Regions from separate parts of the Mus musculus genome. Here region 1 is linked to region 2. Evidence: chromatin contacts called from public HiChIP or PLAC-seq data. All regions are on one chromosome and are shown on one strand. Each heading gives the region's core, a stretch centred on a gene start, on an enhancer-like site or on the middle of the called end of the contact. The rest is flanking DNA. Distances are from core to core; before and after follow the strand shown.

Region 1 (3,041 bases), core at 512-3,011, 300 kb after region 2:
AGGTGTCGTCTGCCTCCCAGGCACTAACACATTGACAAAGCTGGACCTTCTGATGGCAGAGCTTCATGACAGCCTTTGGTTTCTTAGGTTTTTATCAGTCCCTTCCCTTTTGTCTTTTCTTTCTTTCCCTGGTTGTCCGAGAACGCAGTGTGTATGCCAGACTGCCTTGAACTCACAGAGATCCACTTGCCTCTGCCTCCCAAGTGCTGGGATTAAAGGTGTGGCCCACTACACCCTGTTATCAGCGCCTTTCTCCATAGTTTGGTTGCAAGTTGTCGTAGGAAGCTAGAGACCTCAAAGGGGTTGAGCCACATAGAAAATGACCTGAATATGACAATATCCATAGCAGTTAGGTAACGTGAGGCTGCATTAAAGCCCACAGTGAAGCCATACATAATGAATCCCAAGAGACTTGTGTCACTCTCTTCATTGGCAGAGTAGCCATGAGAAAGGAGCGCCTGGGTCAGAATTCCAGGTCAGAGTTTCTGACCACAGAGAGGCTAACACAGTGGGATGTGACTTGGGCAGTCTTGAGCAAAGTCTGGCTGGTCTAGGAGGGGCCAGTATCCTACAACCATGCTTTCCTAAGACTAGAGTTGACTTTGCTGACCCCTTAGGTTTGCTATGGTGTAGCTGGGAAGAGAGGTTGGGAGCTCACAAGGCTAAGGGACAGAAGGGAAGGAAGCTGTGGGTGGGGATCACCGACAGGAGGAGGCAGCAGAGTGGCAGGGTGGGACCCCTTTCTGCTGAAGAGCCAGCAACAGTGAGGCCAAGAATGCCAAGTGGGTCTCTTTAAGGGTTCACTACTTTAGGTAATTGGGTTTCCCAAGTTCTACTTGCCCAGCCCTAATCTCCCACTCTCCATTGTCTTCCACTCTCCGTGGCCCTGGGCAGTCGGAGGGCAGGCGGAAGTGCTGCAAGAGACCCTCTTGGCTTGCTGCCTGGGTCTTCTCCAGCACACACACACACACACACACACACACAAAGCACACAGCCCCGATGGGGCCAGTGCCTTGGGCTTGCAGTGCCTTGGAGCTGGTAGGGCTGGAACTGGGGGAGGAGGAGGGAAGGAAGGAGAGAATCAAACAGAAACCTTCTCATCTTTCTATCAGCAGCCATGCAAGGAATATTGTTCAGCATGGCACAAAAGCGGCACTGAAAATAGCTGCAGCCAGAGCGGGGCTGCCAACCACTGCCTGAGATAACGTCTACTTGGAGACACTGGTGTCTTTGTGGGGCTGTCAGTGTCCCTATTGTTCCCAGAGCCTATTGCCTGGGGAATATTGTTCCCAGCTTTTGTCTCCCTGGTTCACTTTTGTTTGCCTTTACTTACCGTTTCATTCCGCGCCCCTTTGTGCCTCCCATTCCCTCCTTTGTCTGCCCTCTCTAAGCTGCCTGGGGCTGTGGATTGGTGCCCAGGGAGACAATAGGCCCGGCCCCCTCCCAGCCTGCAACCCCACCCCAGCCCAGCTCCTTTCTGCCTCTGTCTCTCCCTAGGGCACCCGAGATGTTCCAAAGGCGAGGCCTCCAGGGAGGGTGGGGTCCAGGCAGCCCACCCCCTACTGGGAACAGAAAGAACCACTCATGGGATATTCGGTTCCAGGGAAAGTCTGAAATGCCTGGCGGGGGCCCTCTCCCAGGATCGCCTATTTTCTTTTTCAAACAAAATAGGTTTTCAGAGCAGCGAAAGGAATAGAGCTCCCCCGCGCTCTTCCTCAGCCCGCTTTCAAGCGCCCCTTTCTGGCGACCAGGGCGCTCGTTTTTCTTGTGCCAGTCGCCCTGATCAAAGCCACTTGTGTTTATTTGCACATTGGAATCCTCCGGCCTCCTGTGACCCGACCCCGCAAGGCGAGCCGTAGGGAAGGGGCCGGGTCCCCCCAGGGTCAGAGGAGCTGGACTGGACGTTGAGTTGGGGGTGGGCAAGAGCAGAATAGCCCCTGGGACGAAGGGGATTTAGTAGGCAGCGGGGGCCACTTTAAGCCTGCGGGAGGCACGGCAGGTGTCCAGCTACAGCCCTGAGACTCAGAGGTTCAGCTAGAAGAAGAAAGGCTGCAGGCTGTGCCCCTAAGTGTGGGACCCTGCGCTCTGGCCAATGCTTTAACAGGAGACCAGCCAGGACTAGAGCCAGCCCCGCAGCCGGAGGCGACTCCGCCCTTTCATTGTTCCTGTCCCAAGGACAATGGGCAAAGCCTCTGGAGAGTCTTTGTTTCAGGAGATGGAAATTGGGTAGGGGATTTCCGGAAAGTCTGACTGGAAGCTAAGCTTGGCTGCTCAGAGCTCGGGGAGGAAGGGGAACAGGAAGGGGAGGGTGCAGTCTGGGGTTAGGGGAAGCTACTAGGAGAGGCCCAGAGGACAGCCAGGTCCTCTCAAATCCCAGACTGCTTTTGATTCCTGCTTTGTCCTGTGCCTACCTCACTTCGCCAGCCATGACTGGCAGGATTCTTAGACTCCAGCAAAAAAGAAGCCCGAAGTACCCGTGCCTACTTTGAAGGCAGGGGTGGAGTGGAATCTGGGTTGTAACCTTGGTGGCCAGTAAGAGTCCCAGTCGAACCAGGGAGGGCATGGTGGCTGGACTCTCCCTTGGCACTTCCAGGAGAGCCGTATACAAAAGTTTATACAGGAAACCCTAAAGCAGGGGGACATGGGAAGGATACAGGGACACATCAGAGGTCTTAAGTCCATTTCTGGGCCCTTCATCAGCTTCCCCACCCCACAACTCAAAATGGTGTGTGTCTTCAGACATGTGGGTGTGACACCCCCTGCCCAATCTGGCCTGTGTGTGAAACTACTGGGCATATACCCTTTGTCCCCTGCCCACACATCAGTGAAACCGGAGTTCCTCAGGGACAGACCCATTGTCCATAGGGCTCACTACAGGTGACCAGTGCTAGGACTCCATAGTCCAGGAAATGAAGAGTTGAGTTAACTGACAATCACTCCTGCCAAGTCTTCAATGGCATTTCAAGTTTGACATAGTCAATGATTTTGATGTTTAGTGTTTTATCCATTTTACAGCTACTGATTTGATCTCTGGAAATAGC
Region 2 (3,017 bases), core at 250-2,749:
TAACCACTGAGCCAGCTCTCAGCCTTCCTAGTGCTCTGACTCTTTAATACAGTTTCATGTTGTGCTGATCCCCAGCCATAAAATTATTTTTGTTGCTACTTCATAACTGTAATTTTGCTACTGTTACGAATTGTAATATAAATACCTTTGTTTTCCAATGGTCTCAATTGAACCCTGTGAAAGGCTTAGTTGACCCCAAAGGCATCACAACCCACACTTTGAGAACCACTGTTCTATAGCGTGGCTCAGAAAGAGACTCCTGTTAGGTGATCCTCACAGGTAAAGATTTTCCCAAATAGTTTCAGTACCCTGGGAAGTTTCTTTAAATCTCTGGGTTTTAGAGTCTGGTGTGATAGTGCATCCCTCTAATCCCAACACTCAGGGGGTTTCAAGTTCTAGGCCATCCTGGACTACATACCAAGATGCTGTCTCCAAAACACAAAACAGAAAACACCTCTGGGTCTCGGTTCTAAGCTATCCTGCAAGAACACGAAAGACCTCTTCCTAGAGGTGAAGATGAAGCATAGTGTGAGTGATGAATCAGCCTCCAAATAATCATTTAATGTCTAAAAAGTCTAGTAGCCAAAGCCAGGTGCGGCAGGGTGGGAGAGGGGTGGAGTAAGCCACTCAAGGGGTTTCAGGATGTCAGTCTGTCCATACCTTAGCTTTGTGACCTTGTGCAAGTCCCTGGATTTCTCCAAGTTTTGGTGGCTCCATATGCAAAGTGAGATAACACACTTGTACTCCATCAAGGTAACTTTACCAATAACACCCAGAGTGTGACCAGCGTAGCAAGAACTAGAGAGTACACGTAGAGACACTTATATTGCGAATACGCTGACTTCTGCGCGTGTTGGGAAGAGGGGAATCCTGAATCAGGCTGACCAGCAGCCGGTGGCTACTCAGTCTGAGAAACTGTTTCTTGTGAGAGGTGACAGTGACAGTGAAAAAAGTGGTGGGTGGCTTGGCAAGTGAAGGGGTTGCTCCCAAGGCTAGGAATCTCAGGTCCATACCTGGGACCCACGTGGTGGAAGAAAGAAAACTGACTCCTGCCTTCTAAGTTATACATGCACACTGTGACATGTGTGAAAGAGAGCGTGCGCTCGAGCACACACACACACACACACACACACACACACTCTCTCTCTCTCTCTCTCTCTCTCTCTCTCTCTCTCTCTCACACACACACACACACACACACACAAATAAAACCTAAAAGGTTGGCTGACAGGGTTCTACATAGTGAGCTCCAGGCCAACCAGGACTAGAAGAGACCCCCAAAAAAAAAAAGTTTGGCTGGCAGGATCAGGCTTGGGTGACAGAACCAGGGAGGTTAGCGTGTGGTTCATGCTCCTTACTGGAGGAGGCTGCTTCATGGGAAACAGAGGTCCCAGACAGCAGGAACTTAATTCCCTCAGGCATGTAGGCCTCTCAGCCTGGGCCAGTCCTGTTAGCAACCTCCCAGCTGCTTGGTAGCCTGGTTGGTCCCCTGACCTTCCTATGCAAGACAGCCCGGTGGCCATGCTGGGTTGCCACGGTAACTGGCAGCCTCCCAGCTGAGTTGCCTGGGTAACCAGTTGGCTGGTATTTGGGGGAGGGGGTACTGAGCTAGGGAGAAAAAAAAATCAACCTCAAAAGAGATGGAGAAGGATATAGGGTGGGACAAAGAGGAAGATGGGTGTGCCCAGCCTTCTTTTTCCTTTAGGGAATTGGAAAATCCTGAGAAAGGCAAAAACAGGATGCTGTGTTGTCTCTGCCCTCACATGTATGTTCCCACATGTGTATGAGTTTCCTGGCAAGGGCCATACAAACACAGGTCTCAGTCCTAGCTCTTCTTTCCCCACCCCTTCATCTGTAAAACAGAGGGGCTGATGGGAGTCCGCATAACTACTCAGTCTGCAGTGGAGGGGCTGATGGGAATCCCCACCATCTGTCCATGGTGGGTCCCCTCTTTTTCCACCTTAATCTTTTTCATTGGTGGATACTTCCTAGACTGTCACCTGCTTTCCTGGTCTGAGCCTAGTTTGGTGGTAGAGCCTGGGATCGGGGCTGGCACTTGGGAGATGTGACTCCTAACTCCTAAGGAGCTTAGCATTCCAATCTGCTGAGGACAGAGAGCAAGTCACACAGGTGAGAACTCTGAACACAGTTAAGGAAGTCTGAAAGGTGCCGCCTAATGGGATGTTGCTGAGAAGCCGATATGAGATTTATCCTTCTCTAATAACAAGCATGCTACCTTCACTTGCCACAGCTTCCTGCTCTATTCCAGGAAGGCTCCCCACACCGTTTTCTAAATATAGCCTTGACCCTTCTCTTGATTTCACACCCACTGGTGAGTCACCACATGGAGTTTGAGAAACACAGAGAGGCTGCAAGGAACCCCAGGCTCTCTCTTACGTTCCACACCGAGTATTGCCTGTCCGGACCTTGCGGCTCCTATCTGTGAGGTTAACCAAGGGTCAGCGGTCACTCTATCTGCTACGGTCACAGAGGCATGTCCCCAACTTGGGACCTCAACAGGTATATTGCTCAGGTTCACAGTCTATTCTTTGTCTATTGTCTTTGTTAGGTTTCTATTGCTGTGAAGAGACACCATGACCATAGTAACTCCTCCTTCTCTTCCTCCTCCTCGTCCTCGTCTCCTTCTCCTTCTCCCTTTTCTTTTCTTCTTCTTTTTCTTTATCGAGACAGGGTTTCTCTGTCCTGGAACTCACTCTGTAGATCAGTCTGGCCTCCAACTCAGAAATCCACCTGCCTCTGCCTCCCAAGTGCTGGGATTAAAGGCATACGTCATCACTGCCCGACCACCACAGCAACTCTTAAAAAGGAAAACATTTGATTGGGGCAGGCTTACAGTTCAGAGGTTTAGTTCATTATCATCATGGTAGGAAGCATGGCAGCATGCAGGCAAATATGGTGCTGAAGAAGGAGCTGAGAGTTCTACCTCTGGATCAGCAGGCAACAGGAAGAGAGAGTGACACTGGGCTTGGCTTGAACATTTGAAACCTCAAAACCCT

The links. HiChIP or PLAC-seq counts read pairs in DNA pulled down with a chosen protein or histone mark.
Region 1: a contact with region 2 is called in an HNF4G HiChIP or PLAC-seq map of pancreatic cancer cells. The contact joins two enhancer-like sites. A contact is called at or near these places in 2 of 484 Hi-C or Micro-C datasets (embryonic stem cells and gonadal supporting cells), 4 of 115 datasets of contacts at active chromatin or transcription factors (embryonic midbrain, embryonic stem cells and pancreatic cancer cells) and 2 of 9 other capture datasets (embryonic tail and embryonic trunk).

The regions. Positions count from the first base shown.
Region 1 is chr1:133,491,365-133,494,405 of GRCm38.p6, forward strand. No RefSeq gene overlaps it. Among named protein-coding and RNA genes, the nearest start is that of Sox13, 69 kb to the left of the region's middle. RefSeq lists an enhancer at 505-2,697. Within about 2 kb of position 1,762, at least 188 of the 459 cell types and tissues checked have an H3K27ac peak or open chromatin away from gene starts, as enhancers often do. A contact at or near this core is called in pancreatic cancer cells, where this site is marked.
Region 2 is chr1:133,186,637-133,189,653 of GRCm38.p6, forward strand. It overlaps a transcript of Plekha6 not described here. Among named protein-coding and RNA genes, the nearest start is that of Gm51648, 26 kb to the right of the region's middle. RefSeq lists an enhancer at 1-2,857. Within about 2 kb of position 1,500, at least 105 of the 459 cell types and tissues checked have an H3K27ac peak or open chromatin away from gene starts, as enhancers often do. A contact at or near this core is called in pancreatic cancer cells, where this site is marked.